2 separate regions of the Ovis aries genome follow, and region 1 is linked to region 2. A link is a contact called in public Hi-C data. All regions are on one chromosome and are shown on one strand. The core of a region is the stretch at or near the end of the contact, and the rest is flanking DNA. Distances in the headings are between cores, read along the strand shown. Region 1 overlaps NT5C2 (5'-nucleotidase, cytosolic II). Region 2 overlaps CNNM2 (cyclin and CBS domain divalent metal cation transport mediator 2).

What was found. A called contact is a pair of places that touch in the nucleus more often than the background predicts.
Region 1: a Hi-C map of mixed tissues shows a contact between it and region 2, with 5 times the contacts expected there. The contact joins two enhancer-like sites. A contact is called at or near these places in 9 of 16 Hi-C or Micro-C datasets (blood, liver, mesenteric adipose tissue and 4 more).

What each region holds. Positions count from the first base shown.
Region 1 is chr22:23,546,548-23,550,282 of ARS-UI_Ramb_v3.0, forward strand. All of the region lies in intron 1 of NT5C2 (5'-nucleotidase, cytosolic II), which reads right to left. Among named protein-coding and RNA genes, the nearest start is that of INA, 27 kb to the right of the region's middle. Within about 2 kb of position 2,459, at least 8 of the 54 cell types and tissues checked have an H3K27ac peak or open chromatin away from gene starts, as enhancers often do.
Region 2 is chr22:23,421,919-23,425,332 of ARS-UI_Ramb_v3.0, forward strand. It overlaps CNNM2 (cyclin and CBS domain divalent metal cation transport mediator 2), which reads left to right. Exons shown (of 7, transcript XM_027960515.2): 7 at 1-1,787. Among named protein-coding and RNA genes, the nearest start is that of TRNAG-GCC, 130 kb to the left of the region's middle. Within about 2 kb of position 1,898, at least 8 of the 54 cell types and tissues checked have an H3K27ac peak or open chromatin away from gene starts, as enhancers often do.

The DNA.
Region 1 (3,735 bases), core at 1,209-3,708, 130 kb after region 2:
GGTCTCTGTGGCAGGCACCTTGCTGGGCCCCCTCCATGTACTTTTCATGAGAACTCTCATTTTACTACAGTTCAGAGATGTCAGGTGTCTTGTATAACAAGCAGCAAACTTTAGATTATATGAGGTATAGTCAGAGGGAGCAAATAAAACAGGAAACTAAAAGGGCTAAACAAGGAAAAGTATGGACTGCTTACACTTGAGAATAGGAAGTGGACCTATACCTCCCACTTATAAAGAAGGCGGTAGGTAGAGTGCTTTGCAAACCAAGAAGAAACAGAAATTCACAAAGAAAGGAGTGGCTGTTACTGTCAAATACCACACAAAGTGCAGGCAAGATAGCAACTAAAAACTGCTCACTGTTTTTTTACAGTTAGGAGGCTGGGAGTACCTTAAGCCTTGGGCAGAACTGCCATAATGATGGGGCTAGAAACCAGGTTGGGAGTAAGTGGGTAGCAAATTGGGCCTACTCTTTTGATAAGATATGCTGTAAAGGGAACTTGAAAAATTGGTGTGATATTGTGATCTATAATAAGAAATACATATTTGGTCTTCATGCATTTCTAGCAGAGCTTCTAAAATCCTTGGAATTTCCTAAGTGATGAAAGTGATAAAGATGTCTTTTGTTAATGAGGTAACTCTTGGACCACTCCTAAAGGATGGGGTTGTCTGCCAGGAGAATCAACCATGTTTTTAGAGGGGTGGAACTCTTCCACACTTCTAGGGATGGGAGAGGGGGCCAGAGATCAAATCAGTTACCAATGGCCAATGATTTAATCATTCATGCTTATATAATGAAGCCTCCATAACACCCCAAAAGGATGGGGTTTATAGCACTTCCAAGTTGGTGAACATCTCTTTCCATGTGGCTATCTGCGTTATATCTTTTTAAAGTTATATCTGAGTTATATCCGAGTTATATCTTTTTAAAATAAACCAGTTAAAAAAAAAAAAAAAGAACCTCCCTAGTGGTCCAGAGTTAAGAATGTGCTTCTACTGGACGGGGCGCAGGTTCAATCCCTGGTCAGGAACTAAGATCCCTCATGCTGGCATGGCCAAAAAAATTTTTTTTAATAAATAGATAAAAACCTCAAAAAAACATACAACTAAACCAGTGATTTAATAAGTAAATGTGTCTCTGAGTTCTATAAGCCACTCTAGCCAATTAATCAAACCCAAGGAAGGAGGAAAAGAGGAGAGCAAAAAAGTTGGCTTAAAACTCAACATTCAGAAAACTAAGATCATGGCATCTGGTCCCATCACTTCATGGCAAATATAAGGGGAAAAGTAGAAACAGTGGCAGATTTTATTTTCCTGGGCTCCAAAACCACTTTGGACAGTCAATGCAGCCATAAAATTAAAAGACGCTTGCTCCTTGGAAGAAAAGCTATGACAAACCCAGACAGCATCTTAAAAAGCAGAGATATCACTCTGCCGACAAAGGTCCACATAGTTAAAGCTATGGTTTTTCCAGGAGTCATGTATGGATGTGAGAGTTGGACCATAAAGAAGGCTGAGCACTTTACGAATTGATACTTTTGAACCGTGGTGCTGGAGAAGACTCTTGAGAGTCTCTTGGACAGCAGGAGATCAAACCAGTCAATCCTAACGGAAATCAATCCTAAATATTCATTGGAAGGACTGATGCTGAAGCTGAAACTCCAATACTTTGGCCACCTGATAAGAAGAGCTGACTCACTGGAAAAGACCCTGAATATGGGAAAGACTGAGAGCAGGAAGGGAAGGGGATGACAGAGGATGAGATGGTTGGATGGCATCACCAACTCAGTGGACGTGAGTTTGAGCAAATTCTGGGAGATGGTGAAGGACAGGGAAAACTGGCGTGCTGCGTTCATGGAATCTCAAAGAGTCGGACACAACTGAGAGACTGAACAAGAACAAGGCCAGAGGGGCTGTGGGAACCTCTGACTTATAGCCAGTTGGTCAGAAGCACAGATCACACCTGGGATTTCAATTGGCATCTGAAGGCGGTTGGGCAGTCTTGTGGGATTGAGCCCCTAACCTGTGGGATCTGATGCCATCGCTGGGTAGTTCATGTCAGAACTGAATTGAGTTTCAGGACACCCAGCTGGTATCCAAGGATGGTTTGGTAGTGTGGGGAAACCTCCACACATCAGAATTGGTCCCAAACCATAATTAGCTAATAACTAGAGGAAGGTAGCCCCAAAGGTGAGAGAAGCTTGACTGTTGGTGTGGGGAGGGAAACAGCCAGAGGAGGGACTGAAGACACAGTGCCAAGAGGTCAGGAGAGGGGAGTCCAGCGCTCAGGTGACAGACTGCCTTGGATGGGAGGAGCGGCACCTCCCTGCGGAAGGGGGAGAAGAACAGAGGCTATCTGTGGGCTGGAGCTTAGAAAAGGGATGAGGGAGTCATGACATCAGAGAGCAGGTGAACTGGGAGTGGGGGCAGTGAGTAAGACGAAGGCAAGGAGGGGTTCTGACCGGAGACCGGCATGTTGGCATTTCTGAGCTGGAGCAGTCATGACAAGGTCCAGGGTGTGCCGGGCTGAGGTGGCAGTTGTGGCGCCAGAGTTAAAAGGTCAAGAATTATGGCATGGGTGATCCTGAGGAAGAGAGATGAAGGGGAGAAAAAAGTCTGGTGGGTTCCATCCTCAGAGAGATCAGGGGAAAGCAGTTCCCTGGTTTAAGACAGAATCACATTTTGAGATTTTGAAAAATAATTCGAAGTCCTACACCTCTTGAGGCTAAACACCTCTTGCCAAAATGTAAATCTGTAGCTTCCTCAAGAGTAGACCAAATATTTAGATCCCGTAACAGCCCGAAACCGTGGATCAGGAAACTTGCACGATTAACCCCTGGCTCTGTCAGTTACCAAATGGGTTAAATCTACCTTTCTGAGTTAGACTGGGGCCTGCTCTCCATTCATTCATTCAGCAAACATGCCTTCTTTCTGCCAGGTCCCAGAAATTCAACAACAAATGATCTTTACGGAGCTCACAAACAAGCAGAGGAACCAATCCTGACAATGCGAAAATTCTAGGGCAGAGGTAGTAGGTTAGAAAGTGCAGTGTGGCTGTGTGAACACAAAGATAGGAACCCAGAAGGGGGAAGGAGCACAGAAGAGTTAACATGAGATGAATCTTAAAGAAGGAGCAGAGAGCACCAGTCTGGGAATTGCAAGAAGGGCATTCTTGGAAGAGGAACAACAAGTGAAAGGGCACCAAGGGCCCGCATAGTCATGAAAGATAACAATCTGGCTTGGTAGAACTGCAGTTCTTAAATGGTTGTCTGCGCAAGAGTTGGCCTCAAGTACTCCAGTCCCTGACAGCAATGGATTTGGTAGGGTAGGAATCTGCATTTTTATCATTTTTTATTTTTTCTAAATTTCAGCTCCCCATGACAATCCTTATTCTTTTATTCAAAAAAATAGTCGCTTATTTTAAAATTTTTTATTTAGTATTTATTTATCTTTGACTGCCTTGGGTCTTCATTGTTGCATGGGCATTCTCTAGTTGCAGCGAGCAGGGGCTCTAGCTCTCTAGCTGCAGTGAGCAGGCTTCTCACTGCAGTGGCTTCTTGCTGTGGAGCACAGGCTCTAAGGTGTGTGAGCTTCAGTAACTGTGGCACATGGACTCAACAGCTGTGGTTCCCAAGCTTAGTTGCCCCATGGCATGTGGGATCTTCCCAAAGCAGGGATCAAACTGTCCCCTGCACTGGCAGGTGGATTCTTAAATCAAACTGGACTACCGGGGAAGTC
Region 2 (3,414 bases), core at 648-3,147:
GCGCCTCACAGAAGACCTGCTTTGATTCTGATTTCTACCCTCCTTAGTCTTTACTCACTGTATCATAGTGTACATTTCATGCTTTGCAGCAGCAGAGTTTTCTGAACACAATTATCTAGAGCTGTGTCCATAAACCTAAATAAGCACAAACGACATGTATAGGTTTCATGAGCTGATTGTCATAATGAATGCATTTTATAATTCAAATGATGTTGTAGATTTACAATCTATTTATTTTGTATCAATTTATTTGTAAATTTTGTGATTGTTTTAAAAGGTTTTTGTTCATTTCTATTATTCTATTTAGATAAATGATTTCTGTTCACCCTTCTAGCGAATGTGTGTTCCCTCTCTCCCCTATCACTTCTGCCAACACAGGCCTAGTGGGAAAGCTGGCAACACAGCAGGGCATTTCCTTTGAATGTACACTACCAAGTCTTACATTAAAAGAGAAGCAGGTGCTAGAACTTGAGCCTCCAACTTCCAGCCTAGTACACCAACTTCCAGCCAACAGCAGGGCTGTGTTCTCTTTTTCAAGGATCGTAATCTGTTCCCCATCAGTTCATTTTAGATAAAGATGCTGGGGTACCCACTGAAACTGCCCCAGACATTTGCAGCTCCACCACTAAAAACGCATTTCAGCTGGCAAATATCTTTAACTGTTTTATCCCTAGGCAAGCCCAGAGGCCTCATCCAAGCCTCTCAGTTGGCTCTTAGAGATGAAAATGGCTCTGCAGATCTTTCTCTGTGATGGGAAGCCTAAGACAATGGTTGCAAGAGGCACAGATGGTCTACCAAGTTAAAATCAAGGGCATGAGTGTGGTGAGTCATGGTCAGATGCTCTTCAGGATTCCGTGGGCCTGCCTGATTCCTGTGTGAGCCCCATCCTCCTCCTTACCCTCCTCGCTCACATGACCAGATCCTGAAGATCTTCCAGTCGAGGTTCATGGACCCTTTGTGATCTATTCCTAGACCACATCCTTTTGGATTCCTTTTTACCTCCCCTCTGTCTCAGTTCTACATTCTTCTGAGAATTGAACTTCTCAATGACTAGTCCCTTGTTTTTCCTACCATATTGCTTTAACCATGATGTTCTTGATCTGTTTTACTTACACTAGTCCTGTGGACTGGAGACATTTTAGTGAAGAACTGCTGACAAACCTGGCTAAGACACCACCTGACCTAACCACCTCTCCCACCTCCCCAGTCATCACCCCCAATTTCTTGAAAGTGGAAGAAGGCAGAGCTACATCCCAGCTAAGTGTTATCTTCTTGGGAGCCTGTTTGCTCTCCTTAGAAGAGCAAAAAGCAGGGCTAGGGAAGGAATTCTCTCTAGCATGTCTGCTCCCAGTTCGCTGCTTTGCTTGGTTTTTCCTGCTTTACTCACTTTGCCTAGGTGAGTCCTGAGCTCAAATCAGGAAATCCTCAAAGGAAAATGTCATTTTTCCTCCTGTGAAGATGAGGTTTGCCTAAGCCTTCCCTTTGCATCCATGGGGTTGCCTGCATGTTGGTTCATTCCTGAGCTGTATCATGATAAAAACTCTGGGGTTTTTATTTTATCTCATGCATTATGCTCTCCAGCGCCTCTCAGTAACCCAGCACTTCTGAGGACAAAGATAGTGATCAGATGGTCTTGTAGAGAAAGTGACCAGTACAAATGACCTTTTTGTAGCCTGGAGTTGATTTCTGGAAACACACTTTTTGAAGGTAATTTAATAGATAATTCCTTATTAAAGCCAAAATGTTTCATTATATGAGATGGCTAATAAATGTTTGGCTTCTTTGTATGATTGTTTTATCATTTTCCCTCCAAGATCCTCACATCTCTGCTCTTTCAAAAAGTCCGAGAACAAAGCAGTGGTTATAGTGCCTCTCTGTGACATTCTGGTGGCGTGACATCTCCCCTAGTGGATGACTGTGAGGCCTAAAGATGCAGGCGGGATTGGGTACCAGAATTCTTTGTCAGAGAGCTTTTCCTGCTAGGATATGAGCAACTACGAAGCACTCAAACAGTAGGCTTACACATGGCAGGAATTTTAAATGAAGCCAGCTTCCCTGTGACAACTCTAATACATCACTGACCCGAGGGCAGTGGGTCCAAAAACAAAGTTACTTGCTTCAAAATGCCCATACCCACAAACTAAACATTATCTTTGGTGCAGACACTGAACACTTAATATTTTTCAGTGCTGGGAAGGTGTGTGTGACAAGTCCTCTTTCCAGTTATCTCAGGAACTTGTGAGACTTGGAAGGACTAATGCTGTCTTTCATGTGAAGACTGTGCACTCAGCTGCTTGGGCTCGTGTGTGTGTGATGCGATTTCCATTGGCCTAGACTCTTCAGCCTCATCTATAGTCCCGGCCAAACACGGCTTTGGGAAGAGCACAGTGGGAGACCAGGGCATTTCGGTGAATATATATGTACCTAATTTGATTCATGAACCAATCTGTCTAATCCATAAAGTGGAGCAAAGGTATTTTATGGGCAGTGACTAGACCAAAATTTTCTGTCATTTTAAATTAGAAAATAGAATTATTTATAGTTAAGAGTTGATGAGCTTGAGAGGAAGTGTTCTGTGTTCACTCAGGAGTCCTTTTTTGGGTTAAAGCTCTTTAAAGGCACTTAAACTATTGTTTATATTTTAATTTTTATCTACCTTTGTGGGAACAAGTCAGATAGTTGTGGCCTTGGGAGGAAGACATGATGTCTGAGGGCAGGGGAGCAATGCTTGAAATTGCCAGGCTAAACAGAAAGACAGCCTTGTTCGTTCTGCAGCTGAAGGCTCTCTCCATAGATGACTCGCCCTCTGCTGGGCCTCCACGCTCAGCAGAGAACGCCGCGCTCTGCACTGAGTGCTGCTGCTCTCCTGCTCCGGGGGCGTGGGCTGGGGCCGTGTGGGTTCTGGGAGGCCACCTGGCTGCTGTGCGTGCGCGTGTCCTCCCTGGCGGCCGTGCCCCGAGTCTTTTTTTCAAGGCTTCTCAGGTAGCCCCATGGTTGAGGCTTCATTTTCAGGGCCTCCCAAAGCTGCGTATCATTTGAAATTGTTCCATTTGAGGAAAAACTTTAAGAATAGCTCTATGCTCCAGTCACCAAGAAAGAATGTCATGAGAAACCTAAGTGTTGAGACATAAACTACTGAACTGAAGAGTGGGATTAAGTGTATGGCAATAGTTAGATCATAGTTATCATTTTTCCCACCATCAAAGAAAGGTTAAATAGTTTCCATAATGTGGAATGTGGACAAGGCTCCTACCCTTAATGTAGACTTAGATATGCCGTTGTTTGTCTCAGGCTATTTGTGGTGAATAAGCGGAGTATTTTTAAATGCTGTGGCAGCCTTGGAAAAATTGCAGGGCTTTAAAGTTGCTGACAAAATATTTCTTAAACAAATAAATCTGATTTAGGAATATCTAA